3 separate regions of the Mus musculus genome follow, and regions 1 and 2 are each linked to region 3. A link is a contact called in public Hi-C and HiChIP or PLAC-seq data. All regions are on one chromosome and are shown on one strand. The core of a region is the stretch at or near the end of the contact, and the rest is flanking DNA. Distances in the headings are between cores, read along the strand shown. Region 1 overlaps Gm20125 (predicted gene, 20125). Region 2 has its middle 340 kb from the start of Gm20125. Region 3 has its middle 3.3 kb from the start of Gm32543.

Region 1 (3,700 bases), core at 325-2,824, 650 kb before region 3:
CTTCCTTGCTTTCCTTCTTTCTGTTCATGATAGCTTTTCATATAACCAGCTTGCTTCAAACTCACTATGTAGCCAATGATAAGCTCTTACTCTCAACTTCTCCAAAGTGCTGAGATTCCAGGCACATGCTACCATGCCCAGTTTTATGAACCTAGTCTTTGTGCACTTTAGGCAAGAACTCTATAACTGAGTTACACCTCCAGCCCTACTTTTTTTTTTTTTTTTTTTTTTTTTTTTGAGACAGGGTTTCTCTCTATAGTCCTGGCTGTCCTGGAACTCACTTTGTAGAGCAGGCTGGCCTCAAACTCAGAAATCTGCCTGCCTCCCGAGTGCTGGGATTAAAGGCGTGCGCCACCATGCCCGGCTCTTCTTCTTTCCTTTTCTTCTTCTTCTATTAATTTTTAAGGAATTGAGAAGTTAAGAAGAGATCAGTCCTAATGATACATAGATAGATAGATAGATAGATAGATAGATAGATAGATAGATAGATAGATAGATAATAGATGATAGATAAATTAGACATGGAGAAAAAGAAGAGAGATAGAGATAGACAGAGATAGAGACACATCAGGGCCTCAGGTACCCTTTTGCTATTGAGTTCAACTTTGAGATTGCCGACTTGGGATGGACATGGAGTAGCCTGCTAAAACCTTACTTCCCACCTATATTTTACAATTCCTCAGAGAAATATCAGGCCATACATGTACTAATAGCTACATTTTTTCCATACTCGTAGTAATACTAAGATTCTATTAACATCCGTTCTCTTATGTTTTCCCAGTAAGACCCCATGAAATACATAATTCATTTCACCCTGCTGACCAGTGACCTAGTTAAAAACGAGGACAAATGTTTGGTTTTCTGTCCTTTGATGGCTTATCTTGTTTATCAGCTCTCATATGCCACTCTGATTAACTGCCAAATAATTATAATAATGGTAATAATAACAATAAAAATAATAAACTTTCAATCTGGTTGATAAACTATGTTCAATAATGGTGCTAGCTTCCTTCATTAGCTTTTATTCTACATGAAAAATGCTAAATAACACACTGACCTTTAAAAAGCAAGCCAAAGGATACATCAGGAAGTTCAGAGAGGCTCAGTTTCCGAAGCTATCTTTAGCCTCTAAATTCATTCTCGACCTAACATAGCTTATAATCACATTCATTTGTCCTTGCTTTGATAGTTGTAGCAGGCATGTGTCTTTTATAAGCTTCCTCAAATATTTTTGGAGCAAAGTGGGGTTATAAATCCAAGGGCAGTTTACTCATGCCCGAGTGCATTAAGAGTTAAAACACTGTAATTGCATCTTTACATGCAATGAATAAAGACGTAGCATGGAAGGAAGAAGGAATAATGAATGATGACAAAGGGTGGTTTTGAAGCTCAGATCTATTTTGGGGAACACAGAGATGAGCAGCTTGATCATCTGAACTTGCAAAGGGCAGAACATCAAGGTTATCATCTTCGCTGTTGGGAAAATGATTGCACAAGCTTTAGTAAGTGGCCCAGAGCAGGATCTGTGTTCAATGACTCATCTGAGAGGTGGCCCTTCCATTAGCTCCACAACTATAATAGTGAGACATCCATTTAATTCTGACTCACACTGTTAAATGCCATACACTGAATCACCAATCCTACTACATAAAGCGCCTGGCTTAAATGTCTCTATGAAATACTTATCCAGGCTGAAAAATATCCTCTGGGGCCTGAGAGGCACTAGACACTGTGGTTACAGCTAGTTGCCTTGGAAGTCACAAATGAGTTCAAGTTCACTGTCTTCCTGGATGCAAGATAAAGCCCAAATTGTCAGCACATTTTATATCCTTAGGGTGCTTTATGATCCTGCTTATACCTTTATTGTGTGTAATAAAATTTCTCAATAATCCTGTTTCTAGTAATTCTTACTTTTAAAAATATTTCTCTTGAGCTGAATGTTATCTTCCTATTTATGTTGTTTTCCAAAGGGGTGTTCTATATACAGGGGAAAAAAAGACATGCTACAAGGACCTTCAAATGAAATGTATTCACTAACTGTCCAGATGTTCACTTGGGTGTATGCATCATATAAATCTAAACTGATGAGAACAGTAATGGCCCAGCACAGTCTGTCTTACTTGGTGAACTCTGAGAGGAGAAAAATAAAAAATGTGCTGTTTTTGGAAGTTATGAATTTTAACAACTCAAGAAAAGAAAACACTTTTTGAATTTTATTGCTTTGATTTTGTGGACAATAAAGTTGACTTCCCACAGTGGTTTTCTTCCTATGTAACAGAAAACTTCATCTCTGCTTCAAAAATCAGATCCAAAGGTTTGCTCAATGATAAGGCTACGCTTGTAAAAAAAAATACCATAGCCCCAGAATACATTTAACAATATGACCACATGTTTTGTTACTTTTTTTTAATCCTCTAATAGATATATACGTCTTGGCATTTGCTCCCACACATCTCAAATGTGGGCAGATGGGAAAATCTCTGCTTCTTCCACATCCGAGATTTTACATAACATTATAGAAAACACCATGATGCACAGCTTCAGTTACTATGTGATGACAGATTAGCAAAATTAATCCAAACAAGGCACAGCCTCAACACGCCACAAAACTATTGAACCTGGGTTATCCAACTAGCTACTTATTCTGGTCAATAACTCTAAGTAGGAGTTCTCAGAGTTCATGCAGGAAGAGCAAATGGTGTTGACATTACACAGTGCTGGTCTTGTCTAACTTTTTGTTATTGTGACAGGAAATAGTCCTCTATAAAAGTGTTGGGTCACATTCATATATGTGTTAACTATGGCAGATGTGTGTTGAAGGCAACAGGTAGCACATTTCGTATGTAAAACATTTACCTTTCTTTATAGCACCTAAAGTGAAGAAACTCTGAAATCCTACACATACACTTGGAAGGACCTTAGATTTTTACCTTTGAAATATGTGTTGTCAACAAAGATATGGTACCTGGCCACCTTTCCCTGAAGCATAGCATTTTCTCTTTGTGAGTTTGAATGAGATGCTTGATCCTATACATTCAACTGCTTGAGTCATTTCTGCAGTAGGAGCCAAAGTTAATACCTGTTTGTTACCCACAATACACTAGTGCTAAGATATAGCTACCATATCCAAAATAGACGAATATTTCCAGAGATCATTATACATCATTAACAGCAACCACTAATTATTTCTACCTTCTGTTAATCACAAAACTTAGCTCTCTTGAGAGCATCAATGCATCCTGGTCTTATTCTCCTTGAGCATCTACAGTTATCATTTTTCCAACAGTTTTATAATTTTGGATATAAAAAGGAATAGCATCTATTAGAAAATTCCCTAGTGTGTATTTTTTTTTTAAACAAAGGCCTGAAAGAAAACTGGGACTATAGCCTTCTCTAGTCACAGTCTGTCCTGACCTATGTATTTGCCTTTGGCCACATCATACCCAGTTTTCTAAGGAACCTCTCTTAAGTTGTTCTTTTATAATTCTACTCCTCTCTGGCACCATCATGACTCTCTCAAACACAAGGCCAAATCAAGCATCTATTTCTTTCCTAACATTTCTACATTTCTTAATATGGTTCCCTCAGAAGACTGGTGAAAAGCAATTACTTCAACAGAACTAGAAACAGAGATTCTTCGTGGTACCGAAGAACAGCTTGGAATTTTCTTGGCTCAAGTGGGAGCATCAAGTTCAGCATT
Region 2 (4,044 bases), core at 61-2,560, 930 kb before region 3:
AAACAGAAGGCAGACACTCGGTCATTGATTGATTTAGTTGGAAAGGGCCAGGAACAAGCTGACATTGATTTATCTTTTAATCTAACAGAATAACAACAAATCTTAAAGCAATCAGTTTTAATGGTCTTAATAACTCCAATCAAATTATTCACCATCCACATTAATATAGGAGGTTGGCTTCATATTTATTCATCAGATTTGTCAAATAAATAGCACTGTTTGCCCAACTGTGCTTCAGTCCTAATAGATTTTGTTAACATTTCATTTTTAATTGCCCTCTCCTTATAATTAGGTGGACCAGAAGTCTCTGTTTTCCAGATAACAGTCCTGGATATGCCTTTTCACAGACTTTTTTGTTCCCTATAGTGCCTCTCGGCTTTCTTGAGAGTCTTGCTTAGAAAGCTATGGTCTATGGTGACAACGCACACTGCAATGGTTTTATAATTTTCTGATCCAAAAGAAAGAACCTATAAAAAGCTCAAAATCTTTAAGATCGTTTTGAGCAAATACTTGAAAAGAAATACAACCCAGGAAATCTACTTGAGATTTCCTCACCTCAGTGACCTAAGGTTTCTCTGCAGCATCAGCTGTCTCTGTTTCTAAGAACAGGAGCCTAGTGAGATAAAACCTGGCTGGCCAGCCAATCTATACAAGTTCAATGTCTACACCTGGGTGTTTTTTCCTGTTAACAGTAGAAGGAACCGAGGTAGACATTGTTAGTGATTTAAAAAAAGAAAAAAAAAAAAAAAAGAGCTTTCCTTTTGTTTACTTAATCTGAAATTTCCTCAGACAAGCTTTAGTTGTGGAAAATAATAATGCAACAACATGCAGATGCTGTCCCATTTTCCATTCATTTTAGATTGTATACATATAGTGATGATATTAGTGATAAAAACAATTAGCACAAGAAGATTGCAATCTGTTGGAGTCATGCTGAAGTTTGCTCCAGGAAAGATATTTGTACAAAGAGATTTTCTCCTTGAGCTCTCTATAAGGGACTGATAGGTGAGGAAATGATACACTTAGCAGGAGTGTTAAGCTCAATGGATACCTGGCAGGGCTGATACCAGGAAAGAGAAAACGATGGTCACAGTAAGACCTCTTCTGCAGAGCATCCCACCTAATGGATTTCTCATTTAGCTGGACTGTAAATTTGATCCTAAGCAGCATTTACTTTCCTTATTTAGATCAGGATTAAAATGGATTGCTTAGAAAGGCCACATATGATGAAGAGGTAGAAATGCTGTCAAATGAGGGAGCAGTTCTCTGAGGATATAAATAGATTGTTTTGATCCATTTAAAAGGTCATCAGTCAACAGTTCTGTTTTTTTTTCCTTTCCTCTCACTTCCTCTTCATCTTCTTAAGCACAGAGCTACATGTTAGAAAAATAGAAAGTAAATTCAATAGCCAATCCACCCTTAACTTTAGCCATAAAAGACTTAGAATTCAGTTTCAATAGTTTTATGATACACATCCATGTGATTAGATAATTGTAGGCCTCTTTTATTTACTTTGATGAACTTACAGGACCCCCACACTTCGGGAAATGATGAATTCCAGAAACTTCTTTAAAACTCTATGCATTTGAGAAATTGAGAAGATGATTTTGCCCTCTCTAACATTATAACCAGATCAATCCATAAACCTGAAGTGTGCAGCTCTTCTGTTGAAGTTTTTATACAGGATCTAACAAACTACTAATAGTTGGTAGTCATCAGCTTTTACCAGGCTGGCGAAGCCAATTTTGAGGTGCTAATAGGCCCTAATGGGGAAATTAGTCCTCAGTTAAATAAACAAATCATTAGGTTGTGGTGGAAGAGTTAATGTGGGGACAGATTGCAAAATTGCTAATGCCTTAGTAGCCTGAATATTGTTCAAATTAACACTAGAATTAAAGTTAGAACACTATGGCAGGAAAACTGGTCAACCGCTATCAAGGAGGAGTTGATTCATGAACATGTGGTTGTTGGTATTTAACTAGTAAGAGACACATTGGTATGTTGTAAAGCAACAGATACATGCATAAGAAGCCTCGAGAATATTTGATTTTAAGCTCTAGCTTCCATGTTCAATGTCTTAAACTATGTTTAATATTTAACATGTGCTAATTAAGTAGTAATTGTTGGGCACTACATTGAATGCTGGTTTGTAACTTTAACAAAAACTGAGTCCTAACTGAGGAGCATATATCATCTTGGGACAAAGGGTAATGAGTCAGAATCTAATCTACAAGAGAAACATAAATAAATAGGAAAGAGGCCTGAGGTCAAGAAAGAAGGGATAGAGAATGAAAGGGTTAGATGCAGTAGCTATAATGAAGTATACAATGACCCAGAAGCAAAAGTGAGCATGGGACTTTACTAAGCCAAAGCAACTTTGACACATACTGAAGTCAAAGTTGGGCAGTTACTCAGACTATGACTTTTCTCTTCTGTAGATCAGAGTATAGGCTATGACAGAAAGTCGACAAGTTAACAGGAATGAAGTTGTGATTCTATTTTTAAAAATGTAATTTTTCTAATTTCAGTGATCAATATAGTGTATTTTCTTGGAGAATAACATCTCCAGTGTCCTCTCTCACATAAATGCCCCACTCTGCAGAAGCATTCTTTCCTTAGATTCCTCTACACACCACGTTGAGCATCACCCAAGAGTGAGAGATTGTCAATAATAGATGATATAATCGTCATCTACTCTTCAAAGCCAGCTCTGCCCCGTCACACACTCCTGTGCATTCTTTAAGGAAAACAACATCTATTCACCTGTATCCAGAGTCATCATCATTGCTTCACATGCACTGAATCACCAAACCATATGCTATCCACCTCCCACAATGCTCACTACTTATTTCTGTCTTTCACTGTTGAATATATTGTTCCAGCATGTATTTCTTCTGCCATCCCCTTAGAACTTATATTGCACATTGTCTTTCAAACTTTCCTGCCAGAGTGACCCTTGTGGGAAAAAAACTGTTGTAGCTTTGCAGCAGGGACATTCATCACTCATGGCACAAAATGTGCCAGACATCAAATGATCACTTCTTTACAAACCAATAACTTTTGATAATAATCTACTCTAAAACAGAAGAGAATTTTTTAAATTAGGTATTTATTTCATTTACATTTCCAATGCTATCCCAAAAGTCTACCACATGCTCCCCCACCCACTCCCACTTCTTGGCCCTGGCATTCCCCTGTACTGAGGCGTATAAAGTTTGCACAACCAATGGGCCTGTCTTTCCACTGATGGCCGACTAGGCCATCTTCTGATACATATACAGCTAGAAACACGAGCTCCGCGGGGTACTGGTTAGTTCATATTGTTGTTCCACCTATAGGGTTGCAGATCCCCTCAGCTCCTTGGGTACTTTCTCTAGCTCCTCCATTGGGGGCCCTGTGATCCATCCAATAGCTGACTGTGAGCATCCACTTCTGTGTTTGCTAGGCCCAAGAATAGCCTCACAAGAGACAGCTATATCTGAGTCTTTTCAGCAAAATCTTGCTAGTGTATGCAATGGTGTCAGTGTTTAGACAGTCTCTAGATGGTCCATCCTTTTGTCTCAGCTCCAAACGTTTTCTCTGTAATTCCTTTGATGGGTGTTTTGTTCCCAATTGTAAGAAGGGGCAAAGTGTCCACACTTTGGTCTTTGTTCTTCTTGAGTTTCATGTGTTTCGCAAATTGTATCTTATATCTTGGGTATTCTAAGTTTCTGGGCTAATGTCCACATATCAGTGAGTACATACTGTGTGAGTTATTTTGTGATTGTGTTACCTCACTCAGGATGATGCCCTCCAGGTCCATCCATTTGCCTAGGAATTTCATAAATTCATCCTGCCGGGCGTGGTGGCACACGCCTTTAATCCCAGCACTCGGGAGGCAGAGGCAGGCAGATTTCTGAGTTCAAAGCCAGCCTGGTCTACAAAGTGAGTAGTGAGTTACAGGACAGCCAGGGCTATACAGAGAAACCCTGTCTCGAAAAACAAAAACAAAAACAAAAACAAAAAAAAAAAGAAAGAAAGAAAAAACAGAAAAAGCATAAGAGA
Region 3 (3,786 bases), core at 653-3,152:
AAAAACATGGCTTTCTGTTCTACCAAACAGTAGTGTGTCCTGCTGAGGCTGGGAGAGGCTCTACCCTATCTTTCAAGTGGGGTTCTGCTTAGATTCTACCTGGTGGTACACACCTTTAATCTGGACCACACCTGCTGGAGACCTACATAAGGACATTGAAAGAAGGAAGATTCCATCTTCTTTACCTGATTGTATTGTGGGACTGAGCAACTGCTAGATCCTTGAACTTCCGTTCACAGCTGACCAGTTGGGGAGTTGGACTGCAGACTGTAAGTCATCATAACAAATCCCCTTACTATATAGAGACCACCCATAAGTTCTGTGACTCTAGAGAACCCTGACTAATTCACCACTCAAGAAAGATTCACCACTCTCTTTAGGTCTTTAGAGTTTTACAATCCCCACTCCCCACGACCAAGGGGGGAAAAATCCAGATGCTGAGGGGTGAGCCGTACAGGAAGCAGCAATTTCAATAAAAATTCCTGGTGCTGAAAATATATGCGTAGGAGAGACTATTTTCTGTGGACTTACATTTTTCTTGTTCTTTGTTGTCATTCCGCCATTCTTGGTAAATTTGTTTTCATTTTAAGTGTTACAAGCAGTTATTATGTATTCCAGGCAGGGCTCCCAAGCTGTGACAATTTAAATGAGGGAAACTTTTTTTTTTGTAGAAAAAAAAAAAGATAAAAGTATAAATGGTTTGTTGAAACGTTGACGAAAAGCTCGCCTCAGAGAGCAAAATTCTTTTTATGTTGTCTTAATATTAATCTGAAATGAAAATGTCCTTCACTTCAAGAAGGGAAGATTTGGCAGGTATAAGATACAATAGGACAAGGATATGTCCCCTTCCACGTTTAGCTCCTCATGTCTTCTAAGGAGACTTTGAAATCAATAGTATATAAGATGCTACAAATAATTTTTTAAAATTGCTTAAATCTTTAACACACACACAGCTCAAAGGAACAGAGGCACACAATAGCAGTGTGAAAGAACAAACAGGGCTTTGAAGGCAAACCTGAAAGCTCACATTCTAACCCAGGTGGGTACCATTCTCCATTGCCCAAGGCAAAGGGTGTTTCTTAAATCAGTTAGTTTATAATCAAATCATAATAACAAGGTAGTTGTGAAGCACAAAAGCTATGTAAATGTAAATATCAATATGTAATTTCCTATATTAGTTCCCTATTACTACTTTAAAAAACCAACTAACCAACCAAACAAATAAACAAAAAAACCCTAGTGGCACCATGTTTTAAAGAAAAGGCATTTCTATCACTTGCTGTTTACAGAAGCTGAGTGACAATCAATATGTCAGCTCTGGCAAGGCTCCCCTAACTAAATAACCTCATGGTGAATGCCATCATGGCAGACAAGTGCATGGTGAGATTATACATCAAAGTGGAAAGCCAGAGACAAAGTCTGGGGTCAAGTTGGTTCTTTTCTATCAACTCACTCTCATAGGAGATGAGATCCCTGGTCCTCTGCTGTCCTGTGCTCCTGATGGCCTAACACTTCCTACATAGCTTTTTATTTTTCAGTTTTTACTTAGCATATATTATCTATAATAATGGTTTCAGTATGACATTTTCACACATTTTGTAATACACTTAGATCATATTCACCTCCTATCTTCTACTCTTGGCCACTCCCCCTCCTATCGATCTTCTTTCTCTTCCCATCTGGTTCCTCTTCCACTTTCGGGTAGGTTTTTGTTTTGCTTTCGTCTCACTGCTCGCTGACTCACTGAGTTTAATTTAGAGTTGTTTACAGGAGCACAGAGCAATTTACCAGCAAAGCCTCATGTTGCCCACCCCCCACCCCCCACTCCATGCTGGACAGTCGACCAGTCCAATCTTGTGCAGGTAATCACAGCTGCTGAGAGTTCAAGAGTACAACACCAGGCATCACACTGGGAAGACAGCATTTCGCAACACTTCCTCTGGCTCTCTCACTTCTGATCCCTCTTCTACCTGAACCTTGGAGTAACAACCTCCCAATGCCAAACCAAGCTGTGCCCAAAGCTGAGACAGCTCTGATCTATAGACATAAACACAGGTATTCAGAAGGCAATTCATCAGGCATATTAAGTCCATTTAGCAAAACAACAGCACTACCTTCTCTGCATGGACCCAGAACTTCCCCACACATGGGCTTTTGACCAAGTTTAGATGACCTGGTGTGAGTACCTCCTGTGAAGCAAACCCAGTCACAAGCAGCTGTTTACCCAAAAGACATGCTCCTCTACTGCACCAATGGGCAAGTCTTGCCTGGCATGTTGCTGCTGTACTTTGTAGAGTGTGCTGTTGGGTAAGGCAGTTAATGGCTCCCTATCACACTCCTCCCTCACCCCCACTCCATTGTCTGCATAGCACCTTCCATCATTACAAAAACTACTTCTACACAACCATGCCTGAATGCCAAGCCCCTAAGACAAGAGCCTTTGGGATACAGACCCCATGCAAACCACAGCACTCCTCAGTGTGCTTCATGTTTCCACCATGGTCAATGGCCTCAACTCAGTGAGGAACATCCACCATTGATAGCACCATCAAAAACAGACCTACAGTTAGACCAAAGGAATACTTGGGGTATGTTGTTTATCATACACACTCATGCTGTCTTTAATTCCATTTCTTTTCTGTTGAAGGTGAGGAACCTTTGAAGAAGAACGAATGCAATTCAAATATTTTCCCAGAACGTAGTCATGACAACACATTTTATCTATTAAACCATATATATAGAGAAGTATTGGAAAAAAAACTCACTTCCCTGGAATTTTTGACAAGCTGGTAAATAAATAAGCGTTAGCAAGAAAGGGTTGCAGGCAGAAATAGCCAACCACTGGAATTTATTTACTTTGAAAACTAGCTCGAGTCCTACCAGTGGTATTGCATCATTAATATGTGTCGGAGAATATAGCTTGCAAAAGCTCAATGGCGGGCAGGATTGACACCTACAGAAAAGTAATTTTAAGGGAAGAAAAAGTAGCTGTAGATATAATAGTAATAGAGATATAGTATTATAGATAGAATAGTAAATACAATACTAGGAGAACATTTGGAGTTTGTTATTTCTTTATGTACCTTTGTTTTGTTACGTTTTGTTTTTTAATACAGGATTTTATGGAGGCAACAAAAAGGTAGATAGGGAGAAAGTAGTAGATTAATTTATTTAGACTCTCAGTGGGCTTTTGATAAAGTCCCACACAAGAGACTATTAAGGAAACTTGACAAACACTGGGTAAGAGGTAGAGGGCTGTCAATCATGAGTTAACTGTGGGTTAAGAGATAGAGGGACTGAAAGAGTAAATGACCCACTCTCAACACAGAAAGGAGTTAATAGTGGCGTGCCAGCAATCAATAGGAAAGCAGTGTTCTCCAGGATTTTATTAACACCCTTGAAATGGACTAAATAGCAAGGTGCTGGGATTTGCTGACTACACAAAACTATTTTGGTTCACCAAGTCTACACAGGCAGATGTGAGAGACATAGCATCCAAACTTGGTAACTGAGCAAACTAGTGGCAGATGAAGTTCTGAGCAGACAAGCTTGAAACAACTCTCACTGGAAGTACCACTATGATGCCTCTGGTGCTTGGATGAGTTCTGAATCCACACTAACCTTAACTGAGGCAGTGGCAGACTCACAAGAGGTAGCATAATGAAAATCCGTGCATCGCACTCAGAGAAGTTTTGTTTTGTTTTCAAAAAGTGAACCAAGCAAATATATGTATATACTCTGATGCCTCTGTAGATATAAATGACACAGGTATATGTTCCAAGTACA

Evidence for each region. A called contact is a pair of places that touch in the nucleus more often than the background predicts. HiChIP or PLAC-seq counts read pairs in DNA pulled down with a chosen protein or histone mark.
Region 1: an H3K4me3 HiChIP or PLAC-seq map of bone marrow-derived macrophages shows a contact between it and region 3, with 5 times the contacts expected there. The contact joins two enhancer-like sites. A contact is called at or near these places in 1 of 115 datasets of contacts at active chromatin or transcription factors (bone marrow-derived macrophages) and 1 of 9 other capture datasets (embryonic stem cells).
Region 2: a contact with region 3 is called in a Hi-C map of bone marrow-derived macrophages, with 8 read pairs. The contact joins two enhancer-like sites. A contact is called at or near these places in 1 of 484 Hi-C or Micro-C datasets (bone marrow-derived macrophages), 1 of 115 datasets of contacts at active chromatin or transcription factors (microglia) and 1 of 9 other capture datasets (embryonic stem cells).

Annotation. Positions count from the first base shown.
Region 1 is chr10:17,033,552-17,037,251 of GRCm38.p6, forward strand. The region is part of intron 1 of Gm20125 (predicted gene, 20125); the gene reads right to left. Among named protein-coding and RNA genes, the nearest start is that of Gm20125, 60 kb to the right of the region's middle. Within about 2 kb of position 1,575, at least 51 of the 459 cell types and tissues checked have an H3K27ac peak or open chromatin away from gene starts, as enhancers often do. A contact at or near this core is called in bone marrow-derived macrophages, where this site is marked.
Region 2 is chr10:16,750,426-16,754,469 of GRCm38.p6, forward strand. No RefSeq gene overlaps it. Among named protein-coding and RNA genes, the nearest start is that of Gm20125, 340 kb to the right of the region's middle. Within about 2 kb of position 1,311, at least 13 of the 459 cell types and tissues checked have an H3K27ac peak or open chromatin away from gene starts, as enhancers often do. A contact at or near this core is called in bone marrow-derived macrophages, where this site is marked.
Region 3 is chr10:17,682,344-17,686,129 of GRCm38.p6, forward strand. No RefSeq gene overlaps it. Among named protein-coding and RNA genes, the nearest start is that of Gm32543, 3.3 kb to the left of the region's middle. Within about 2 kb of position 1,903, at least 57 of the 459 cell types and tissues checked have an H3K27ac peak or open chromatin away from gene starts, as enhancers often do. A contact at or near this core is called in bone marrow-derived macrophages, where this site is marked.